2 separate regions of the Ovis aries genome follow, and region 2 is linked to region 1. The links are chromatin contacts, called in public Hi-C maps. All regions are on one chromosome and are shown on one strand. The core of a region is the stretch at or near the end of the contact, and the rest is flanking DNA. Distances in the headings are between cores, read along the strand shown.

Evidence for each region. Hi-C and Micro-C count contacts between places; a contact is called where the count stands out from the background.
Region 2: a contact with region 1 is called in a Hi-C map of hypothalamus, with 2.9 times the contacts expected there. The contact joins two enhancer-like sites. A contact is called at or near these places in 3 of 16 Hi-C or Micro-C datasets (hypothalamus, liver and skin fibroblasts).

What each region holds. Positions count from the first base shown.
Region 1 is chr14:21,614,236-21,618,221 of ARS-UI_Ramb_v3.0, reverse strand. The region is part of intron 1 of FTO (FTO alpha-ketoglutarate dependent dioxygenase); the gene reads right to left. Among named protein-coding and RNA genes, the nearest start is that of TRNAG-UCC, 18 kb to the left of the region's middle. Within about 2 kb of position 1,976, at least 12 of the 54 cell types and tissues checked have an H3K27ac peak or open chromatin away from gene starts, as enhancers often do. A contact at or near this core is called in hypothalamus, where this site is marked.
Region 2 is chr14:21,727,134-21,731,163 of ARS-UI_Ramb_v3.0, reverse strand. All of the region lies in intron 7 of FTO (FTO alpha-ketoglutarate dependent dioxygenase), which reads right to left. Among named protein-coding and RNA genes, the nearest start is that of TRNAG-UCC, 95 kb to the right of the region's middle. Within about 2 kb of position 2,548, at least 8 of the 54 cell types and tissues checked have an H3K27ac peak or open chromatin away from gene starts, as enhancers often do. A contact at or near this core is called in hypothalamus, where this site is marked.

The DNA of each region.
Region 1 (3,986 bases), core at 727-3,226:
ACATGGCAGTGACTAAACAACGGCAACAAGAGATCACATCAATAAAATAAGAGCGAATGGCTCTTGCCTTTTCATTGTGTTCATGGGGTTTTCTTTGGCCACGTGATGCGAAAAGCCAACTCATTGGAAAAGACCTTGATGCTGGGAAAGGTTGATGGCAACAGGAGAAGAGGGCTATGGCTGATTCATGTTGATGTTTGACAGAAAACAACAAAATTCTGTAAAGTAATTATCGTTCAATTAAAAAATAAATTAATTTAAAAAAAAAAGAGGAGAAGCGGGCACAGAGGATAAGATGGTTGGATGGCATCCCTGACTCAATGGACATGAGTTTGTGCAAGCTCTGGGATATACAGTGAAGGACACGGAAGCCTGGAGTGCTGCAGTCCACGGGGTCACAAAGAGTCAGACACAATTTAGCAACTGAACAACAACAATGGTTCTTGAATGTATACAATGTGTCAGAAACTATTATAAGTCTTGACTTATTGTATTCTCATAATGGAGCAACATAAAATTATGACATCCATTTTCTGGAGGAGAAAACTAAAGGCCCGAAGGGTTAAGTAACTGGCCCAAAGTCACACAGCCGGTAAGTGGCAGGGCCGACCAAGACAGAAACCCAGACCATCTGACAGAAGAACCTCACTCATCACCTGCACCAGGTAAATTAACACAAATAAAAGGAGTGACACAAACAGAGGAAGACTGTTGCAGCTTGGCTGGCCGGAGAGGCTACACGGAGCAGGTGTCATTTCAGGTAAGATACAAATCACAAGAAGCAGCGGCCAGGCTCAGAGTAAAGACCTAAAGGGAGCGTTCTAGGCAGGAAGAACAGCTGGTACAAATGCCCTGAGGAAGACCAGCCTGGAACAGAAAGAAGCCCAGCAGGTCTGAGCACAGTGGACAAGTCTAGGGAGTGGGCAGAAGCCCAGTCACGTGGGGCGTGGTCAGCCAGAACACAGGATTTCACTGTGTGCCAAGCAGTCACGGAGGGGCTTTAAGTAGGGAGGGGACACAACTCGATGTACATTTTTAAAGTCTGAGTCCAACTGACGTGTGGGAAATGGACTATGATAAGGAGAGGGCTGGGCAAAGTTGAAGTGAAGAGGGGCTTCCCTGGTGGTCCAGGGGGTTTAAGAAGTCTGTCCTCCCATGCAGAGGAAGTGAGTCCAATCCCCGGGCTGGGGGGCAGGCGGGGTGTTGGTTACTAGAATCAGGGCAACTAAGCCCGTGCAATGCAACTACTACTGCCTGCTTTGGAGCCTGCACGCGACGACTAGAGAGAAGCCCGTACACAGCAACAAAGAGCCTGGGAGGCGCAACAGAAGATCTTGCATGCCACAACTAAGACCCAACGCAGCCAAAGAAATTAAAATAAACTTTTTTAAGTTTAAGTGGGGAGACCAATTTGGGGGTAAGCAAGTCCAATCAAGAGAGAAATGATGGGGACTTCCCTGGTGGTCCAGTGACTAAGACTCCACGCTCCCAATGCAAGGGGCCCAGGTTTGATCACTGGTCAGGGAACTGGATCCCATATGCTGCAACTAAGACCCAGTACAACCAAATAAATAAATAATTTTTTTAAAAAAAAGAGAGATAAATGTTGACTTGAAGTAACAGAGGTGAGAGAAAGCGCACAGGCTCCGGATGTTTCAGAGACATGCCATGAGGATTAGATGAGGACGAACAGAACAGCTACTAGAGTATCTGACACACAGCAGCTATTTACATATGCTAATTACCTTCCCAGTCTAACAGTAAGGAAGGAGGCTTAGGCTTAAACCATAAATCTTACCCCACATTAAACCTCCCTGACACCACCACCCCCACCCCAATTTCTCCAAAGTAGCCCATAGCTCGGAGAGTACCCTGGGAATGCAACAAGTTCAAAACACAATGGAGAATTGATCTATTAAAGGAGCTGGACTGTTAAATTAAAACCGTTCCTGTGTGCCAAGCTGAGACACAAAGGGGCCAGTCTTCTTCAACAATAAAGACCAGTTAAGAGGAGACTCCAGTTACACAATCTCCTCCTCTTCACCGTGAGGCACTTAGATGGAATTTTTTTTAATAGAAAAGACAAACTCTTGAGTAAATGTAATAATTGTCTCAATAATGTGCCCCAACCACCCAAGAAGTTAAAAAAAAAAAAAAAGAAACTGGAAAATTGGGATTCTTCTCTTACAGGATCGGTTCATTGCTGTCTCAAGCGTAGGTTATATTCACCCCAGCGATGGGATGATACTACTTGGGAGATCTCAGAGCCTGATAGCAATTCAAGAAACAGAAAGATTACCTTCCAAGTATAAGAAAAAAGAAAGAAGCAAACAAGCTAACCAATAAAACAATCAGAAGCTTGTCAATGAGGCCAACTACTGAAATAATTTTCACATGTTGTCCAAAATACATTATTTTTAGAGAATCCTTCAAAAATGTCCCAAACAGGCAGGCCTATGGTGAACTCGTCTCAAAAATAGCACTTATGTATTATTTTCTAATAACAAAAACCACCATCAAATGACCTAAGGTAAATACTAATAATTATCAAAAATAGAGAATCTCCCTGCGCTTCCTAAACTCAAAAAGCTCAAGCCCAAGGAATGAAACCCTCAGCCGAGAGCAAGCACAGAAGAGGAGAGAAATTTTCTCCTCTGCCTTGCCTCACTCAGGCAAAGCTCCAGAGTGAAGAAGAAATCAGCCTTGAAGTTAAAAATCCTAAAACTCTTATTCCATTCTTTGAATTTTTAACCATTCCAGTCTTCCTAATTGCTCTGGCACAACGGTTCAACAAAAGATCTGTAAGATCAATACTATTTTTATAATACTATCATTTGCTTTTTTCACTGTGTTGACATTTGCACCAATGGTTCAAAAGAATGGTGGGTGATGTTTCAGGTGCCTTGGCACAAATCAAGCCAAAAGCACAAAACTGCACCATCAGTCACTGTGTTCTTTAAATCATGCAGTCCAGGAAAAAGAAAAGAAAGAAGTTCGTTTCACTTGAGAATGCCCCTGATAAAGCAGTAAAAATGATTAACTTTATTAAATCTCAAAAGTAAGTAAAGTAAGTAAGTTGCCTTCTTAGTATTCTGTGTGTCAAAATGGGACGTTTACCTAAAGCACTTCAAAGTGAGATGGCTGTTTCAAAGAAAAGTCCTTGTGTGATTATTTGAGTTGTGGACTAAACTAGCCAATTTTTTCACAGAACACCATTTTTACTTGAGAAAATGTCTGACACACAAAACGTGGTTAGTCAGACTTTGCAATTTGGCAAACATCTTTTCAAAAATTAGTGACTATTTCTAAATTTCTCAATTTTAGAGAAATTTCTAAATTTCTCAATTCCTAACATAATATCAATATATACAGAAGCTTCTGGGAGTCCTCAATAACTTTTAGTAGTTGAGTCAGCCCTCTATATCTATGAGTTCTGCATCTGTGGATTCAACCAATCACAGATCAAAAAAACTCGGGGGGGAAAAATTCCAGATAGTTCCAAAAAGCAAAATTTGTATTTACCACATACCAAGGGCTTCCCTGGTGGCTCAGCTGGTAAAGAATCCTCCTGCAATGTGGGAGACCTAGGTTCGATCCCTGAGCTGGAAAAATCCCCTGGAGAAGGAAACAGCTACTCACTCCAGTATTCTGGCCTGGAGAATTCCATGGACTGTATAGTCCACGCATCACAAAGAGTCAGACACGACTAAGCGACTTTCACTCACTCACTTAACAAGTATTTACATAGCATTTACCCTGTATATGGTATTATAAGTAATCTACAGAGGATTTAAAGTATACAGGAGGATGTGTGTAGGTTATATATAAAACCTACCCTGTTTTATATAAAGGACTTGGATTTTGGTATCTGCAGGGGGCCCTGGAACCAACCCCCTACAGATACTGAGGGTCGACTGTGTAAGTTTAAAAGGGCTCCTGGAGCCAATAAGTTGAGAATTTTGGCTTAGATCAAAAATAGAATAGCT
Region 2 (4,030 bases), core at 1,299-3,798, 110 kb before region 1:
ACCCAGGATATATTTCAGGATGTGAAAAAGCAGCCTTGTTCCTTTATTCAGTTATAAAGAATTTAATCTAAAGCACTGTGATGATAGCTTCATTAATCTCTCCAAAAACAAACAAACTGCTCCTGGCTCCATCATTCCCCACCTCTGTGTAACCTATACTAAGGAGGGCTTAGCTAGACAGCAGCGAACAGGCTCCGCGCTCCGAGCCTTCTCAGATGATTTACACGGGCCAGAATGACAAGCTAAAACGCATGACTCATCTTGAAATTAAACTATTACAACTGACTTGTAAAGGACAACTTTCACATTCTTAAGTACCTTTCTCTCTTAAAACTTTAACAACAAAAAACGGGTAACAGTCTGAAATAAAACACCTACTCATTTTCCACGTCTCCCTGCTCTCCCTTGCCAAATGTTAACATAAATGGGTAGAATTAAATGTAGCCCATAGCTTACCTAACATAATTATATGTTGTGTTTTACACTGTTTCAAAACGGATACATTAAAATAATCCAGCCTTGGCTCCAACCCACTAAAGTCAATAAAGGTTATTAAGGCCAACTGCCATATAAACGCGCTGCTATCCCAGTGTGAGGAACTGTCAAGACAGGAAATGCAATTCAAAACACTGAAAACGATCAGGATCTACCTTTCTCCTCTAGAAAAAAAAAAAAAAAAAATTAAAAAGCCATAAAGCAAGGAGGAGGAAATTTCTCTCCACTACAAAAATCATCTATATTCTGAAAATGTTTACTCTGGAAACTCTTCTAGAATATTCTATTGGATTATATACCAAATTGACCTCTTTTTTTTTTTCTTAAGGTCAAAAGGCAAGGAATAAATGTCATCAATTTAGAGGACATCACATCTAGCATTTTTTTCTATATCTCAGTGAACTTGATAGTGTTAAAACATTTTTTATAGGTAAAATAAATGTCAGTTTTGCAGAGCGCGATACCAGACCCTATGAGACAAATGGCCTATCCGCTGAATCTCTGGCTGCAGTAAGACTTCCTCACCTCACAGGAGAGTTCAGCTTTTCATATTTTTTTTTTTACCCAGAAAGCAAAGCCTGTGCAGTTTCTTTCAAATGGTAACTCTCTCTTATCCTGAAGAGTCTCCCCATAACGTGCTAATCTCAGATGTGGAGTGCTGGGCTAGTTTAAAAAATAAAATAAAATACAAATATTTGAATAGTGTTAGAGTGTCATCATACCTTCCTGAAGAGCAGAATTGAGAGGAACAACTAGGCTAAGTTCCTGGATTATAAGAAAGGGTTCTGGTGCTTTTGGGCTTAATGGCTCATAAGTTCATGAGGTAATATTCAGAGGAAATGTGATATTTTATCAGAATGTTATTCAAATATAAGGTTTAACATTTACATCACAAAAACATGCCCAGAGAAGAACTGTCCTCAGGGGAAAAAATGGCAAAAATAAACAGTGTGATTTAAAAAAAGGTGCTTGCTGGAACAGGGGATGGGCGATGGAGGCTAGGGGAGTCTTAGATATAACTGACTAAACTTTTTAAAATATGTGACTGGTTATGACATGCGAAGCAATTACCATTAATGGAAGAAATGTGATTTCAAAGCTCATTTTCCGTTCTTCTTTTAGATCCTACCTGAGACTATACCTTCCAACCACAAAGGGAGAAAAAAAAAAAAAAACAATAAACACAAAGACAGAGAGGAGTTACAACACAAGTCTCTTCCCCAGTACGAGGGCTGTCAAAGGTTGCTTTAATCACAAGCAAAAGGTGAAAAGTAATGTACATATTGCCTGAGGTTTTTTTGTTTTATTTTCTCGCCAAAGGAGATCGAAGCTATGTTTCACAACAGACAAAGTGCATTAATTAGAGAAATCTTTCCACAACACATACGCAACAGATGCAGAAAAGCATAATGATAAAGAAGAAGCATTTGTCTAAAAGGACCATCCTGCTGAGTCGTGTATTCCCCGGAAGCCAGGTGAGTGCATTCAGAAAGGCTGTTTGGATTAGCCTAATTCTATAGAATCCAAATGTGCACCAAACACTGCACTTTTTAAGTTAAATTGCTGTTGAATTTGTTAACCCACAACTGATTTCCTGTGTTATGGAATCTTGGAGATTACAGCTAACTTGAAGCAACAGGGATAATTCTGGACAGTTAATGGTACATTTGTCTGCATTTTCTTGAAAGGCTTAGTTAGCATCCGGGGGCCTCAAACTGGTAGCTCAACATTGCCCCCTACTGCTCACAAATGAAAAAATCGGAGGCAGGCTGGTACAAACTAGGAACGTAACCAGCCAGTGCCAGTTCCATCCCCACACAACTATCGGATGGCACGGCACTGCCAGTCACAGAATCATAGACTTTCCCAATGATCATTCTCATCTCTTCCAATAGCAAAAGTACATTATTATGAATCTGTTACAAGTCATTACAAAAAGGCTTGAAGCAATGCTTAAATTTAATTTAGAAGTGTCATTCCTTTTATCTTGGCCCAAACCTTCATTCTGCTGATAACCATCATCCTTAGGCTTGCTGAGACACAGAGCCCATTGATTTCACTCAGAACACTCAGTAACACCACACCAACTGCAAGGAAACTGGCTCTGGCCTATTCCCAAGACTGTTCTTCTTTTTAGTATTTTTGCACAAGAGTTATGAAGAACAGATAGTTTACCTAATGTGCTAGGCACCACCAAATTAAATATATATATATAACCAAATAGTTTAAGTGAATTCGTAATAAACATCACTGGTAAGCTCACAAAACCAAAGATTCCACTCTGAAAAAAAAGAAGCCCTTGAACAAAAGCAATTCAAAAATATATTTTTAAAATATTATGAGTTTCTTTCTTATTTCACCAATTCTAATTGTTTAATTGTTACAGTTTGCCAACTCTAATTCAAAGAACTGTTAAGTTACAGTCCCAAAGTTAAACCTATACCTTAAGATCAAGGTTTAGCAAGTAAAGAAGTTCTAACTCATACATGCGTGCTAAGTTGCTTCAGTCATATCCAACTCTGTGACCCCATGGACTGTAGCCCGCCAGGCTCCTCTGTCCATGGGGATTCTCCAGGCAAGAATACTGGAGTGGGTCACCATGCTCCCCTCCAGGGGATCTTCTCAACCCAGGGATCAAACCCACATCTCCAGCAGCTCCTGACTTGCAGGTGGATTCTTTACCGCTGAGCCACCAGGGAAGTTTCTAACTCATGTAGATAAATAGATAAAACCAGAATCACACAGTGAAAAAGAAATTCTCTCAAAATGAAGCTGCCCTTATATATACATCCCAGAAAAAAACCGGAGCATACTCTGCACAGCCTAATTTTAGGAAGAGAAATAACAGGAAATTTCGGCACGAAATTTTCATCACCTCCAATCCAGTTGCACAATGCTCCATTTTGAACTGACTCATGTCTTTGGAGAAATCAATTTTTGTGATACTGTTAGTACACTAAAAGGATTACAGCATTCCTCCCCTAAACGTACATCCATGAAAAGGTGTGATTTAGAGATTTAAGGAAAAGGCTGGATAGCCGGGACTTCTGGATTATGACTCAGACTTTCAAACTGGGGTGCCATCATGGTTGTGACTTGGTATTTTCATTATTATAAAATAGGGATTAGCAAGAACTACTCATTTTTGCAAACTGGTTCACTGTTTCTAGCACATCTCATAAAGTCTGTGCAGCAGTATTCTCTCAAGAGTTTAGCAGGCTTTTATCACTTTTCCACTACATTCCAAACTTGATGATCTGGAGGTAGAACAGTGAGGTGGTGCAGGGCATGACCCTAGAGCCGGTCTTCCTGAGTTCTAACTCCAGTTCCCTGACTTAGCTGTATGACCTTGAGGAAGTTAGGGAAACCTTTTATGGTTCAGACTCCTTGGGTTTCCCTGGTGGCTCAGATGGTACAGAATCTGCCTGCAATGCAGGAGACCCCAGTTGGATCCCTGGGTCAGGAAGATCCCCTGGAGAAGGGATAGGCTACCCAGGCCAGTATGCTTGCCTGGAGAATCACCATGGACAGAGGA